Regions from separate parts of the Mus musculus genome. Here region 1 is linked to region 2. The links are chromatin contacts, called in public HiChIP or PLAC-seq maps. All regions are on one chromosome and are shown on one strand. Each heading gives the region's core, a stretch centred on a gene start, on an enhancer-like site or on the middle of the called end of the contact. The rest is flanking DNA. Distances are from core to core; before and after follow the strand shown. Region 1 has its middle 55 kb from the start of Ccnd1. Region 2 overlaps Ccnd1 (cyclin D1).

The links. HiChIP or PLAC-seq counts read pairs in DNA pulled down with a chosen protein or histone mark.
Region 1: a contact with region 2 is called in an HNF4G HiChIP or PLAC-seq map of pancreatic cancer cells. The contact joins two enhancer-like sites. A contact is called at or near these places in 2 of 39 promoter capture datasets (the 3T3-L1 cell line and stem cell-derived epiblast-like cells), 6 of 484 Hi-C or Micro-C datasets (bone marrow-derived dendritic cells, bone marrow-derived macrophages, macrophages and 2 more), 5 of 115 datasets of contacts at active chromatin or transcription factors (bone marrow-derived dendritic cells, bone marrow-derived macrophages, embryonic stem cells and 2 more) and 3 of 9 other capture datasets (adipose tissue, embryonic stem cells and pancreatic islet).

What each region holds. Positions count from the first base shown.
Region 1 is chr7:144,991,297-144,997,793 of GRCm38.p6, reverse strand. No RefSeq gene overlaps it. Among named protein-coding and RNA genes, the nearest start is that of Ccnd1, 55 kb to the right of the region's middle. Within about 2 kb of position 3,308, at least 37 of the 459 cell types and tissues checked have an H3K27ac peak or open chromatin away from gene starts, as enhancers often do. A contact at or near this core is called in pancreatic cancer cells, where this site is marked.
Region 2 is chr7:144,926,759-144,933,654 of GRCm38.p6, reverse strand. Ccnd1 (cyclin D1) reads left to right here. Exons shown (of 5, transcript NM_007631.3): 5 at 884-3,724. The coding sequence ends at 1,048. It also overlaps a transcript of LTO1 not described here. Among named protein-coding and RNA genes, the nearest start is that of Ccnd1, 9.6 kb to the left of the region's middle. Within about 2 kb of position 3,899, at least 32 of the 459 cell types and tissues checked have an H3K27ac peak or open chromatin away from gene starts, as enhancers often do. A contact at or near this core is called in pancreatic cancer cells, where this site is marked.

The sequences.
Region 1 (6,497 bases), core at 2,059-4,558, 65 kb before region 2:
TGGCTTGTCGCCAGGTCCTGGTGATAATGGCTAATACTGTCCCAGACTTGCTTAGGACAGTCAAGAAACACTGGTTTCTTTGGGGTTCTGGAGGCAGCTTGAGGTCCAGGAGTGGGTATGGTACCCTAGAAATGAGCCATGTGGCCATGAAGCAGAGGGGACCTGGGATGCCTTAGGAATCCTTTCAAACCTCACTGCCAAGTTCAAACAGACAACATATGACAAGAAGGCCTTCTTTAGGGAGAATACTGAGGACCTCCCCCTTCCCTGACCCTAGTTTTGGCTTATACTGTATCTTTCAAGGAGAACCCCTTTGGTCCCTGTATTATATGGCCCTCACAGAATGCATCCTGAGAGAATGCAGCAGCCTAGGAAGAGGTAACAAGGAGGGAATAATGCCTGCCATCCTGTCTCTGCACCTCTGCACCCCAGAGCACCCAAAAGGGCAGCTGTCCTCAGCCACCTCCTCATCCACTGGTTTGGCCATCTCATCTCACTGCTGCCTGGAAGAAACAGGCACTTGCCCAGGTCAGCTTAGAGCCAGAGCCACCTGGCATAATGTGGGTGGCCTCATGGCCACTGGGGACAGGTTGGGGGTGGGGGATGCTTATCAGAGCTCATCTGGTCAGACAAGCAAACAGGAAGCGCTGGAAAGATCCTTCCCTTCCTCCATTGTTATCCTCAGATTGTCCCCACGCAGACTCCATCCGGCAGCCTCATCAAGTAGCCTGTGAGGTGTGGCAGCTTCCCCTCCTTCCCCATCCTCCCTGTCCCTTGGAGGCTGGCTGTTTTGCTCAAGAGGGGCCCAACCCCAGACCAGTCAGATACACAGGAAGATGGAGAGCAGCTATTCAGCTTTCCTAAGCTCTGGAGAACAGGCAGCCAGCCCCACTTGGACAGGGGCCCTCAGCTTGCAGGGACATAGGACAACCCTGACAGAGTGTCCCAGGGACCAGCAGCAAGTGAAGTGTATTCAGAGATAAACCTTCACAGGAGGTGACTGAGGGGCAACTACCCTATGTTTTGCGCTGCAAAAGAGCCAGGTAATAGAAGGCACCATTGTCTGCTGAGATTATGTCACCTGGGGAGCACCTGGGGAGCACCTGGGATCCCCTCCTCCAGCACAGAACACAGAATGCTGCCACCTCTGCTAGCATGAAGAAGGGTGACCTGGCCTGTGTTATGTCTGTGGAGCGTAGCCAAAGATCCTAATGGCCACAGATGCTGGAAGCCATGACCCTACACAGGCCTGCCCCACATAGCCCAGACTAAGGAAGTGAGCAGTATGCTCACTCTACCATGCCTGCTGGACCCTCAGAGTCACACACACATACACACACACGGAAAGGGGGGTGCTTAGGGGGTAAACACCACAGTCTTGTTCCCTGTGAAACTGGCTGGGACCTTTGCCACCCACCAGGGTGTCTCTGCCTATCTTACAAGGTTAGTGCTTGCAATGCCAGCGAGCCATGTACTGTGCCACCACCAGGCATCCCTGGGTCTCCAGAGAACCCAAACATATTTGCAGCAGGAGAGAAGATGGCTCCTGCTGACCTCAGGGCCCATCAGTTAACAGAGGAAACCGAGGCAGGAAGGATGTGAGCTCAAGCCCCAGGCTTGGCATCTTTGTCCTCCTTGCCAGCACCAGTGTGTAAGTGCCTCTGTGGAGGAGGGGGCATTGGGGGACGGAGGTAGAGGAAAATCCAGACACTACTAGGATCTGGCTTCAAGTGTCAGAGCCGGCTCAAATTGCCTAGGGCCTAGAGGATACACCTCTCACGGAGGCTTCCGGCATAGCAGGCTCCAGAACCCTCTGTTCCTTTCCACCTCCTTGAGATGGGGTCATTCCCATGAAGAATCCCCCTCCTTCTTATCTTTAGGTCTAAGCATCCCCTCCACTCCCAAGAGTTTGAATCTTAGTCCTGATAGATAGTCCGTGACTCTTGTTAGTAATGGCTGGTGGCAGGCATCTACTTCTAAACATAGAGGTTCAGTGAGAGTCACTGAACTTAAACAAGCCCACCTGCAAGGTGCTATGGCCAGAAACTTTGAGACATGTTGAACAAGCCAACATTGTGGCTGTCCATAGTTGCAGGCATGTCTGGAGGGAAGGCGGGTCAGCAAGGGGACATTCGAGAATGATGGTAAGGTAGAGATGGTCTCAAGTCCCCCCACCTGGGTACTAGTCCTGATTTCCTCCCAGATGGACTGTGTGGACGGGAGGCACTTTATTTGTCAATTCAGAATTGGGACAACACAACTTCAAACTGAAGGCTGTGCAGGGTTTGGATGAGAGTGTGAACTCTCAGCCACGGGGTGTGATGCCAGCTGAGAGCCCATACAGTGCTGCCAAGTGTCAGCTCAAAGCCCTCCCTGCCTCTGGGATGCCAACCGGGGATCATCTCTTCTAGGTGGATCTGCAGCTCTGAGGAGGACTACAGCTACCTCAGGCTTCTATGGCTGGCTAAGGAAACCAATGGAACCAATTCCCATCTGCAGCCAAAGAGTGGCTTGCCATCGGCCTGTAGTCATGGTAACACTGGAGACTGCCTCAAGCTAGCTCCCCATCAGACAGGTACCCTAGAGTCCTAAAGGTCAAAATTACAGGACACCAGCTAGCATCATCTGAACGCTGACAGGCTAAATGTGGGCATGGAAATATGAAGTAGAATAGGACCAATAAAGGGAAAGTAGTCAACCCTAATTGAAGAGGGGAAGGACCCTCAGCCCACCAACAGTGGCTCAGTATCAGGTCTGAGGGCCTTTCTCTGCAGATACTTGTGAAAATATTTCCTACAGTTCCTGGGTCCCTTCAGGCCACTTGCCACTTCAGAGAGCTTCATAGTAAGAGTTCTACATACCCCTAACGCTAGGAGGGGGCACTCGGTTCTGGCTCTATCTGTGCCAGATGGCTTGGGCCCATCTGAGTGGCAGCCACCTGGGCTTGCATTCTCTCTGATGGAGTCCTATGTGTGACAAACTTCCTGAGCTCCACAGGACATTACACTCTGCAGTCAGAGTCCCTTGGTCTTGGGAAGATGGCAGAGAACAGCAGGTGACTTGCATTTGTCTGGTGTTTCTGTCTGTCCCTCATGTGTGGCCTCGGCTGGACACCAGGATCTGCCATCATCAGTCCCCTCTGTGTCAGGATCCAGCACAAAGCCCTGGACCAGGGTTTTATAGAGAGAGGCCTATGAGACTCAGCCTGAGGTCGCCCCTGTATGGCTCTCTGCACAGTGCTCAGGAGTTCTTACTGAGCCTGGGGCAATTCAGCATCCCAGAACCGGCACAGGAAGAGCCACCCAGCCGAGCATGAGTCACTGTGGTCCTTGCTCATTGACACTAATCCAACCAACAGGATATAATATGTGGGCCTTGCATTATACCTGTGGCAGGGCATTGTGCAACCTCTCTGGGCTCCCAGGACACAGCACTTCATACTGGGTGACTATCATTCCCTGGGGTACATGACAGGACTATTGATAGCTCTGGATGGCAAAAGCTGAAACATGCCCACACACTGTCCGGAGCCCAGGACAGTCCTATAGCTCTAAATGCTCAAGCTTTGACTTTACCATAGCAGCATGTACATGCAAAGGTTGGGAAGCAGAGGGACCTTCCTGTGCAGCTCAGTGGCCCTGGCCAAGCTGAGGCCAAGATCTTTGAAAAAAAATAAAATGTGCTGTACAGGAGCCCTCCTGACTCTGCTTCCATAGTGAGGCTTAGGGAGACGATCTACTTGGCCTGGTAGGGTAGCATCTCTGTCCAACCAATCATGATGTCAGGCAGCCATCAGGGAGCTAATGGCCTGAGTTTTCTTCACATCCCCTTGACTCTTGCCACCACCATCATCAAGCCCAGTCCAGATTCCTATGAATGTGACAGCCCAGTGACCAGCGGTGGCACTCTCTGCCTTCCAAGACCCCACTCTAGGCAGTTGCCCAACAGTCTCAGGATGCACATTCACACATGGGACCATTTTTTGAATTCTTTGGGAGTGAGAGCAGCCAGGCATCAACAGAGCCCTGTTCACAGGCCAGGCTGGCAACGAGAGAGGGAAGCTATTGTGCAGGCCCCACTACACACTGTAGAACAGTGCCAGCCAACCAGACTGCGGGGCAGAGCTTCAGAGGAGGGCCATCCCATAGATGACGAGGATCCCAACTCCAGAGGCTAGACCCTGCCTCTAGATAGCAACTGTCCCAGAAGGGAGACCATGGGGCAGCCATCTTTCCCCACAGAACAATGAGGTTGGAACAGCTTCATAACAGGCAGGCTGCTTTGACTGGGCAGAGGCAATTGAGGCCCCAGGCCAAATGAAACTCCCCATGCAGGCTTGGAGTCTCAGTCCCAAGATGCCATCTAGGTGGTACTAATGCAGACATAGCTAGAGGAGGCCCAGGCCCACTCTGTTCCATCTGGGCAGCAGCCTATGGTTCCCCTCGCCTCTGAGTCACACCTTCATCAAAACCTAGAAATCCCACACGCCCTAGCCAGAAGAGCAGCATGCACACTGTGAGCCCTTGAGTAGTGAGTGAAAGGGTGACTGAAAGAATAAAGATAAGCAAGAGGAAATGGATGGAGAAGGAGGGCATTGAGCTGGGGAGGGGCTTAGTTGGTAATTGATTCCTACACAAGCATGAGGTCCCGAATTTGGATGCCCAACACCCACATGAAAGGCAGGCAGAGCAATGTGCACCTGCTATCCCATTGCTGGGGAGTCGGAGGTAAGTGGGTTCCTGGGGCTCACTGTGCAGAGAGTCAAACTGAATAGGTGAGACCTAGGATCCGAGAGAGACCTGGTCTCAGAAAATGAGGAAGACACCCGAGACTGACCTCTGACTATGCATGCACAGGTATAAACATACATACAAAGATACACACAGGCAAGGAGGAGTGTATAGTTATAAGCATTAGGTGCATGCATTAGATTTGAGGGGTGTGGAAGACCCTAGGCCCTACTTGAGTCATGTCCTCAACCAAATAAATAAGGGGATTCCTGATCACCCAGCAAAGCCAGGGCTCCAGGATCTTCCTCTATGTGCAAGAGAGGTACAGATTGGTACACATATCCATTGACCCAAAGAACACTCAACCCTGGCTGCTGGACATGGTATTGAGCCAAGATGGGCCTGATTCCCGTGCATTCCAAAATCCCCTACGAATTTGGAAAGCACCGGAACCCGGGGACTTTTCCAGAGTGTAGTTCATTCTGCCAATGAGAAAGACTACCATTACATCTGAGTGGTCCGAGAACTGCCAAAGCATGATGACCCACCCAGCAGAGAGGCTCTCCCGCTGTCCATGTAGCCACTGCCTCCTAGGCCTGGCCCAGCATCCCCAAGTGCAGCAGCACACACAAACAGGGTTCCACTTTATAACCTGAAATATCACTTGCCATCCAAGTAGCCCTTACAGGTGCCCCCCCCCCGCATGTTGGCAGCTGCAGCTGCTGGAGAGGGGATACCCACTTGTACCTACTGGGGGAAGGAGCCAGGGTCACATACATGGCCATGAAAACCTCTGCACTTGTCACTAATTAGAAAACTTAGCTGACAGAATTAGTTGCTTTTCTATTGCTATACAAAAACCACTACTAAAGCAACTCATGGAAAGAAGAGTTTACTTGGGCTTATGGTTTCAGGGTTTGGGGCCCATAATAATGACACAGCATGGCAGCAGGTGGCAGTCATGACAGATGGAACAGCTGAGCTCACTTGTCAAACTGTGAGAAGAAAGTAGAAAGAGAGAGTGAAAGTAGAGAGAGAGTGTGAACTGGGAATGGTGACTGACTGAAACCTCAAAGTCTGCCCCTAGTGACACACTTCCCCCAGTGACACACTTCCCTCAGTGACACACTGCCCCTAGTGACACACTACCCCCAGTGACACACTTCTTCCTGTAAGTCCACACCTCTCAAGCCTCTCCAAAAAGCTGCCAACCAGGGACCAGGTATTCAAATGTCAGAGCCTTTGGTGGGCATTGATCATTCTAAACACCATACGACATCATTCACAGGTAAACTCCCTGGGGCCGTCTAAAAGACTGGAGTTTAGAGATCAAACCCAGGAGACTTAAGCAATATCTACATCTGAGTAGCTTCTGCCATCTGCCCTCACCTCCTAATAAAGCAGTCAGATTAGAACTCAGCACGGGTGAAGATAAACCCTCAGACACAGTAAGAGATGTACCCACTTGTCCATGCCCACTGTATCCTAAGCTATCTCAGTCCTATCAAGCCGTCCATCAAGATTACTAACATCCTGTGTGATCACAACCCTGCATTTTCAACTCTGCCGTGGTCTTCCTCCCCTGTGCCTGCATTCTGTTTGTTCATCTAACCTTCTTGCACACTCTGTAGGAGGCACTAAAACAAGTGACCATGTCTTCTGCTCCTTTGCTTCTGGATTCTGGGGAAATCCTTCAACTGTAAACTGTGGCTTGGAGCCCTAGGTTTCATCTCTGTCTGTTAGAATTAACCCAGACAATGCCTCTGG
Region 2 (6,896 bases), core at 2,650-5,149:
TAACTGTACCTTTCTGCCAAGGAGTACAGCTGATCATGCTTGGGGCTCTGGCCGTGAATGTTTCCTCAAGGGCATCACAAGTTGGCATAGGCAGGCAAAAGTCCAGTTCTGGCTTGAACTTCAGTTGGGGGTTCAATGGAGGTCAGAGCCACTGGCATGTGGAAGGCTTCCAGGTGTGACAGCTGTTCTGCCCTGCCTGGCATCAGCCACAGGGACACCCCGTGCCCCATTCCTACATATCTCAATTGTAGAGCATGCAGCCCCCTTCCCCTAAGTGTCTGGGGCTCCTGAGAACTGAGAATAGGGTATGTGGGCAGGTTGGAGCCCACAGGCTTCAGAGAGGGAAGGGTGTCTGTGGGTCCATACTAGGCTACTTGGGCCTCACTTTCTCCATCTGTGAAATGGGGCCATTGCCCTTCCATCCTCTAGCCATGGTGTTCATCAAACAAAGGGGGAACAATACACAAGTTTTGAATGTGGGGGCTTCCCAGGTGTTCCCCAGGAATCCTCCTGGCTTCAGGAATATAGACAGTGCCCTAGCTTCAGCCTGCCTAGGCAGGGCTTCAGTTCATGAGTCTTATTCCTGGGCAAATGCTTTCCAGACCCTACCTGTGCTGGAGCTGTCCTCTCTCAGAGGCCACCCAAGGCAAAAAGTTATGAGAGATAGACGCTCCTTGTGGGGAAGTTCAGGGTACAGCCTGGGAGGAGGAACCTAGAGAGTAGCAGTACCTTTCTAGTCTCTGGCAGCTCTCACTGGATTTAGGGGTGGCTTGGGGAGTTTCCTCAAGCCTTGCTCTTAGCAAAGCCTGCCTCGCAGGTCAAGGCCCTGGCCACCGGCCTCTGGCTAAACAAGGACCCCCTCCATCTCCGCCCGCCTCTCCAGGACTGCCTCCGTGCCTGCCAGGAACAGATTGAAGCCCTTCTGGAGTCAAGCCTGCGCCAGGCCCAGCAGAACGTCGACCCCAAGGCCACTGAGGAGGAGGGGGAAGTGGAGGAAGAGGCTGGTCTGGCCTGCACGCCCACCGACGTGCGAGATGTGGACATCTGAGGGCCACCGGGCAGGCGGGAGCCACCAAGTAGTGGCACCCGCAAAGAGGAAGGAGCCAGCCCGGGTGCTCCTGACGACGTCCCCCTTGGGGACATGTTGTTACCAGAAGAGGAAGTTTTGTTCTCTTTGTTGGTTGTTTTTCCTTAATCTTTCTCCTTTCTATCTGATTTAAGCAAAAGAGAAAAAAATATCTGAAAGCTGTCTTAAAGAGAGAGAGAGAGAGATAGAATCTGCATCACCCTGAGAGTAGGGAGCCAGGGGGTGCTACAAAAATAGAATTCTGTACCCCAGTAATCAACTAGTTTTCTATTAATGTGCTTGTCTGTTCTAAGAGTAGGATTAACACAGGGGAAGTCTTGAGAAGGAGTTTTGATTCTTTTATATGTTTTTAAAAAAAAGCTTAAGAAACATTGCTTTAAAAAGGAAGGAAAAAAAATACAGCAAACCATTGTTAAAGTAGAAGAGTTTTTAGGTTGAGAAATGTACTCTGCTTTGCTGAAAAGCCACAGCTTAGGCCCTCAGCCTCACTCCCTGGCTTGCTCAGTGCCTACAGCCCTGTTACCTGATACCTGTGCTTTATCCCAGGGGTGGGCAGACCTCTTAACCTTATAGATGGTCAGTGCGACCTCTAGTGGTCTCATGGCGTGTGGCACAACCCCCCTCCCCAGGGCTCAGCTTAATGTGCCCTCTCCCCCCAACAACCTGCAGGTTCACAGCACCAGCCACACAGCGGTAGGGATGAAATAGTGACATAATATATTCTATTTTTGTAACCTTCCTATTTTGTAGCTCTGTTTAGAGAGATGCTGGTTTTTGCCTGAAGGCCCTGCAGCCTGCCCACATCAGGTTAAACCCACAGCTTTTGTGTGTGGTTTGTTTTGTTGTGTTTTCTTTCTCTATGTTCCAAAACCATTCCATTTCAAAGCACTTTTGGTCAGCTAGCTGGAGGCAGTGTTGCTGGTGTGTGTTGGGGGGAGGGGTTCTAATGGAATGGATGGGGATGTCCACACACGCATTCAGATGGCTGTACAACAGGTTGTAGGGCTGGTAGTATGAGGTGCTTGGGAAGTTTTGTTGGGTCAAGAAGAGAGAACTCTGTTCTCGCACCACCGGGATCTGTCCTGCAAAGTTGAAGGGATCCTTTGGTGCCAGCTGGTGTTTGGAAGTAGGAACCATGATGGCATTACCTGGACAAGGAGATTGGGGACAACTCTTAAGTCTCACACAGGAGGCTTTTAAACACTAAAATGTCTAATTTATACTTAAGGCTACAGAAGAGTATTTATGGGAAAGGCTGCCCATGACCAGTGTGACTCAAAGCAATGTGATCTCCCTTGATTCAAACGCACACCTCTGCCCTGCTGGAGAAGGTTTAGGGCCATGTCTGAGAGATTGGTCTTTCATTGGGCAACGGGGGGGGGGGGGGGGTCCTTAAAAAAAAAAAACCACAAAGACAGAGATTTGGTCTGCTTGACTTTCCCAACCCAATTGGCCCCATTGGAGAGCCATCCAAACTGAGGAAAATTAGGGGACTCCAAAAGAGTTTGATTCTGGCACATTCTTGCCGCTGCCCCCAAGTTAACAACAGTAGGTAATTTGCACACCTCTGGCTCTGTGCCTTTCTATTAGGACTTTTTGGCAGAAGGTGGAGAGCGGGAGGCTTAAGAGGGGATGTGAGGGAAGAGGTGAAGGTGGGACCACATGGGACAGGCCACGGCTCCTCTCATGGCGCTGCTACCGATGACTCCCAGGATCCCAGACGTTCAGAACCAGATTCTCATTGCTTTGTATCTTTCACGTTGTTTTCGCTGCTATTGGAGGGTCAGTTTTGTTTTGTTTTGTTTTACAATGTCAGACTGCCATGTTCAAGTTTTAATTTCCTCATAGAGTGTATTTACAGATGCCCTTTTTTGTACTTTTTTTTTTAATTGTGATCTATTTTGGCTTAATGTGATTACCGCTGTATTCCAAAAAAAAAAAAAAAACAGGTTCCTGTTCACAATACCTCATGTATCATCTAGCCATGCACGAGCCTGGCAGGCAGGTGGGCGGTCTGCCTCCAGGGATCCTGGGACCCTGATGGCGATCGTCCTGTCATGCTGGGCCCTTCATTTGATCTGGGACATAGCATCACAGCAGTCAGGGCACCTGGATTGTTCTGTTATCGATATTGTTTCTTGTAGCGGCCTGTTGTGCATGCCACCATGCTGCTGGCCCGGGGGGATTTGCTCTGAGTCTCCGGTGCATCATTTAATCTGTTAGGTTCTAGTGTTCCGTCTTGTTTTGTGTTAATTACAGCATTGTGCTAATGTAAAGACTCTGCCTTTGCGAAGCCAGCTGCAGTGCTGTAGGCCCCCAAGTTCCCTAGCAAGCTGCCAAACCAAAACGGGCACCACCAGCTCAGCTGAGGCATCCCAGCCAGGCAGGACCCTTGAGGGCCGCTGTATCCATGGTGATGGGGTGAGGTTTTGGCCAAAAGGCCAAAGACTGGTGGTGGGTCCACGGAATCTGCCCTGTGACATGAAAGGCTTTGAGGGGCTCTGGCTGGTGGCCAGGTTGGCTTTTTGTATTTCTGGTTGACACACCATGGCGCTTCCCAGCACAGACATGTGACCAGCATGGTCCAGGAAAAAAAAAAAGACAAAAAATCTAGAAAATAAAATTGGTAAAATCTCAGCTCACTGTTGTCTGTGTTTTCTGGGAACAGGAGTGGGGTGATGCCACAGCCATGTGGGGTGGCATCTCTGGCCCTGGCACCAACCTGGGATTCCCAAGGGGAAGGGTGTATGCAAGTGACAGCCAAGAGCAAAGTGGGAGCCTCTGGCGTCAGGGAGGCCAGCGACAGCCACTGATCAGAAGCGGCTCTGGGTCCATCACTGCCAGCTCACCCTCCTGCTTATTTGCAGATGGAAGATCAACAGAACCCGCGTTCACTGCCCCTTGTCTGGCGCAAATGGGTGTTTGCTCTGGGTGAATCACCGTTTCTTAGGTGCTGCCAAGCGCCCAGAGAGCCATGCTTAGTGTTAGGGCCAAGACCCAAGGTGGCCTTTCACATAGTTCTGCAGACCTGAGTGGCCTGGCAAGACTCCTGTGATGTCTTCGGGGTGGCAGTTACTCATGACTAGTATTGTTTCCAAACCCTGTGGGGACAGGTGGCTTTTAGACATCATCTTCTACAAGGTAGCTTTTGGGTCTCAGCTTGGCTGTTTTGGTGCCTGGTGGGCCCCTGCCCTTCTGGAAAGTGGAGGGTGTAGATGACACCTGGTCTGAGTGGTGCCACCCAATGATGAAAGCAGAAAGAGATGGACGGAGAGAAGCCCACAGTGACCTTGCCAGGCGACCTACTCAATGAGAGTATATGGGAACACCAGAGCCAGAGGTGGCTTATGAAGACACAGTACTCATCTTGTACCAAATTGTCTGATGGCAGGATCCAGAAGGTATTTTGTCAGCCCAGCTCCATATAAGCATCCGAGCCGGGTCCACAGTCACATGGCATCCAGGAGAATGGGCATGGGGCCGTCAGCATTCCAGGAAATGGCCAAAGGGCATTGAGGTGGAAGAGTGCTTTCCCCCTTGGTTCTTAGAAGCACTGGGGAGCGAGCTTATCGTGTCCAGGTAGGCTGACATGAGGAAATCCGCTGGGGTGCAGCAGCCAGGCAGCCAGTGCAGCAGAGTGGTACTAGGAATGCAGACACAAATAGCAAGGGGCTGAGCATCCACTCAAAGGCTGCTGCTGCTGCTGCAGCTGCTGCTTTCCACCACTGCCTATCAAAGGTGCTCATGGAAGGGCGCCCAACTGGAATGGGCAAGCATCACCATCAACTGCACAGGGCTCACACATGGTGCAGTCTCTTAACGGTGCAATTGGCTTGTCTCGTCATCCAGTGGTCTGTGATTCCCAGCTGTGGCTGATAGCCAAGCCTCTTTTCTTGGTTTTAGCAGTGAAACCCCAGATACCACTGGCCACTCCAGGCTCCAACCCTCAAGTTTAACTGGTAACACTGGAGGCTAGATCCTCTGCTGGGTGTAGAGATACTCCTGTTCTAAGGGTGATGGTAAAATAGCTTTTTGAGGGCCCTCAGAGATAAGGACTCAGGGAGCCAGCACACCCAACTGTCTCCTCTCAAAAGCTCAATGGCTGGTTCTCTCTCTGCCTCTACCAGCTCCATGGTCCCCTGCCCTGTGTCCTGGCCAGGCTCTCCTTTTGCAGGCGGCCTCCATCCTGCTGAGCCATCCTACCTCTCTCAGCCAAGCCAAGCTCTTGAACCTGCCTGGCCTCTCTGAGCCTCAGCTCCCTGAACTGGAAAGATTGCCCCTGGCTCCCCATTCTGTGTTGCCCCACTGCCTGGACCTGCTCCAGCCTTCCTGTTTGTCCTACAGGACTCACAGTGAATGTGGCCCCTGTGGAGCATGTGGAGCATGACATTGCACAGGTGACTCTGTGTAGCCTCTCCCCTCCTGACTCCACATCCTAGAACCAAGTGTGAGGAAGTTAGCCTGTTGCCCATGGGTCAGCTCAACTGCTGCACTTTGTCCCAGAAAGCAGGCCAACTTCACCAACCCTACAGAGGATCTGGGCTGCTGGGGCCCACAAAATGCCAGCAGTGGGAGCTGAGGACTCCAAGGGGTGGGACACAGGCAGAAGAGTAGGACTGTGTGTTCTCCCTGCAGTGCCCCAAAGCCCTGGCCACAACATCCCAGGAGACAGTCAATGCGGGTTGGGCTGTGTGTTTGGTGGCAAGGCTATGCAGGCCACATAAGGCCAGTGCTGGGAGCTGGCACTGCCAAGTGTGCTTGCCAAGCAAACCTGTACTTGAGCTGATAAAGCAGTCTGTTGAGTGTGTGGGGTGGGGTGTATAGGTAACATGAGGCGGGCATGTTGTATACAGGGCCCCATGTGGGCACAGCACAGTGCTGGTGGGATGCAGTACCCCTAGTTCTGAGCTGATCTGGCCTCTCTTACTCAGGGATGTCATCCCAGGAATGTCTTTGATCAAACAGTTGTGCAAGAGGACAAAGCAAGCACAGGACCTCCAATCCTTTTCCAGCCCCTTGGCCTGCAGGGCCCTACAGCCTAGACCCACACCACAGGGCCAACAGACAATAGCTGGGGTGGTGGGGGTGGTAGGCAGGCAGCTCAGGGATGCAAGCCTTGAGGCCCACATCTAGGGACACTGTTACTCAGGGGACACAAGGAGGGTAGAGAGAGAATACAGACTGCTCTACTGAAGAGGCTTCACCGGACCTAGAGTGTGGCATCCATTTAGCCTTTGAATTGTCCCCAAGAGACAACTGAAGCAGCCTATATCAGCTGGGAGCCACTTTAAAACTGTGATGCCCCTCTCTTGGAGCCATTTGTGTGTGGCCAGTTCAAGGCTCGGGGCATCCTTACTATACTTGTTCTGTTCTAAGTGGCTAGGCCAAGTTCCTAAGACCCAGGCCTTTTTGGACGCCTGCCTTAGTGCCTTTCCCTCTCACTGGATAAATTCTAGACAAATGTAACTTAAGCAGGGAAAGGAGTATCTGGTTCCCAGGTGAAGGTCCATCATAGGGGGAGGCATGGCAACACGAACCTGAGGCGGCAGCTCACACTGCATCCACATGGGAGAGAGACAAGCACCAGTGCTCAGCTCGCTCTCTCCTTTTTATATAGCCTGGGACCCCAGACCATGGGATGATGCCGCACACACTTAGATATTCCCATCTCAATTAACCTAGGCAAGGTAATCCTTTAGAGGGCTGAAGGCTAGCTCCGTAGTTAAGAGCATTGTGTGCCCTTCCAGAAGACCCAGGTTTGGTTCCCAGCAGCCACCTGGCAGCTCACAACCATCTTTAACACCAGTCC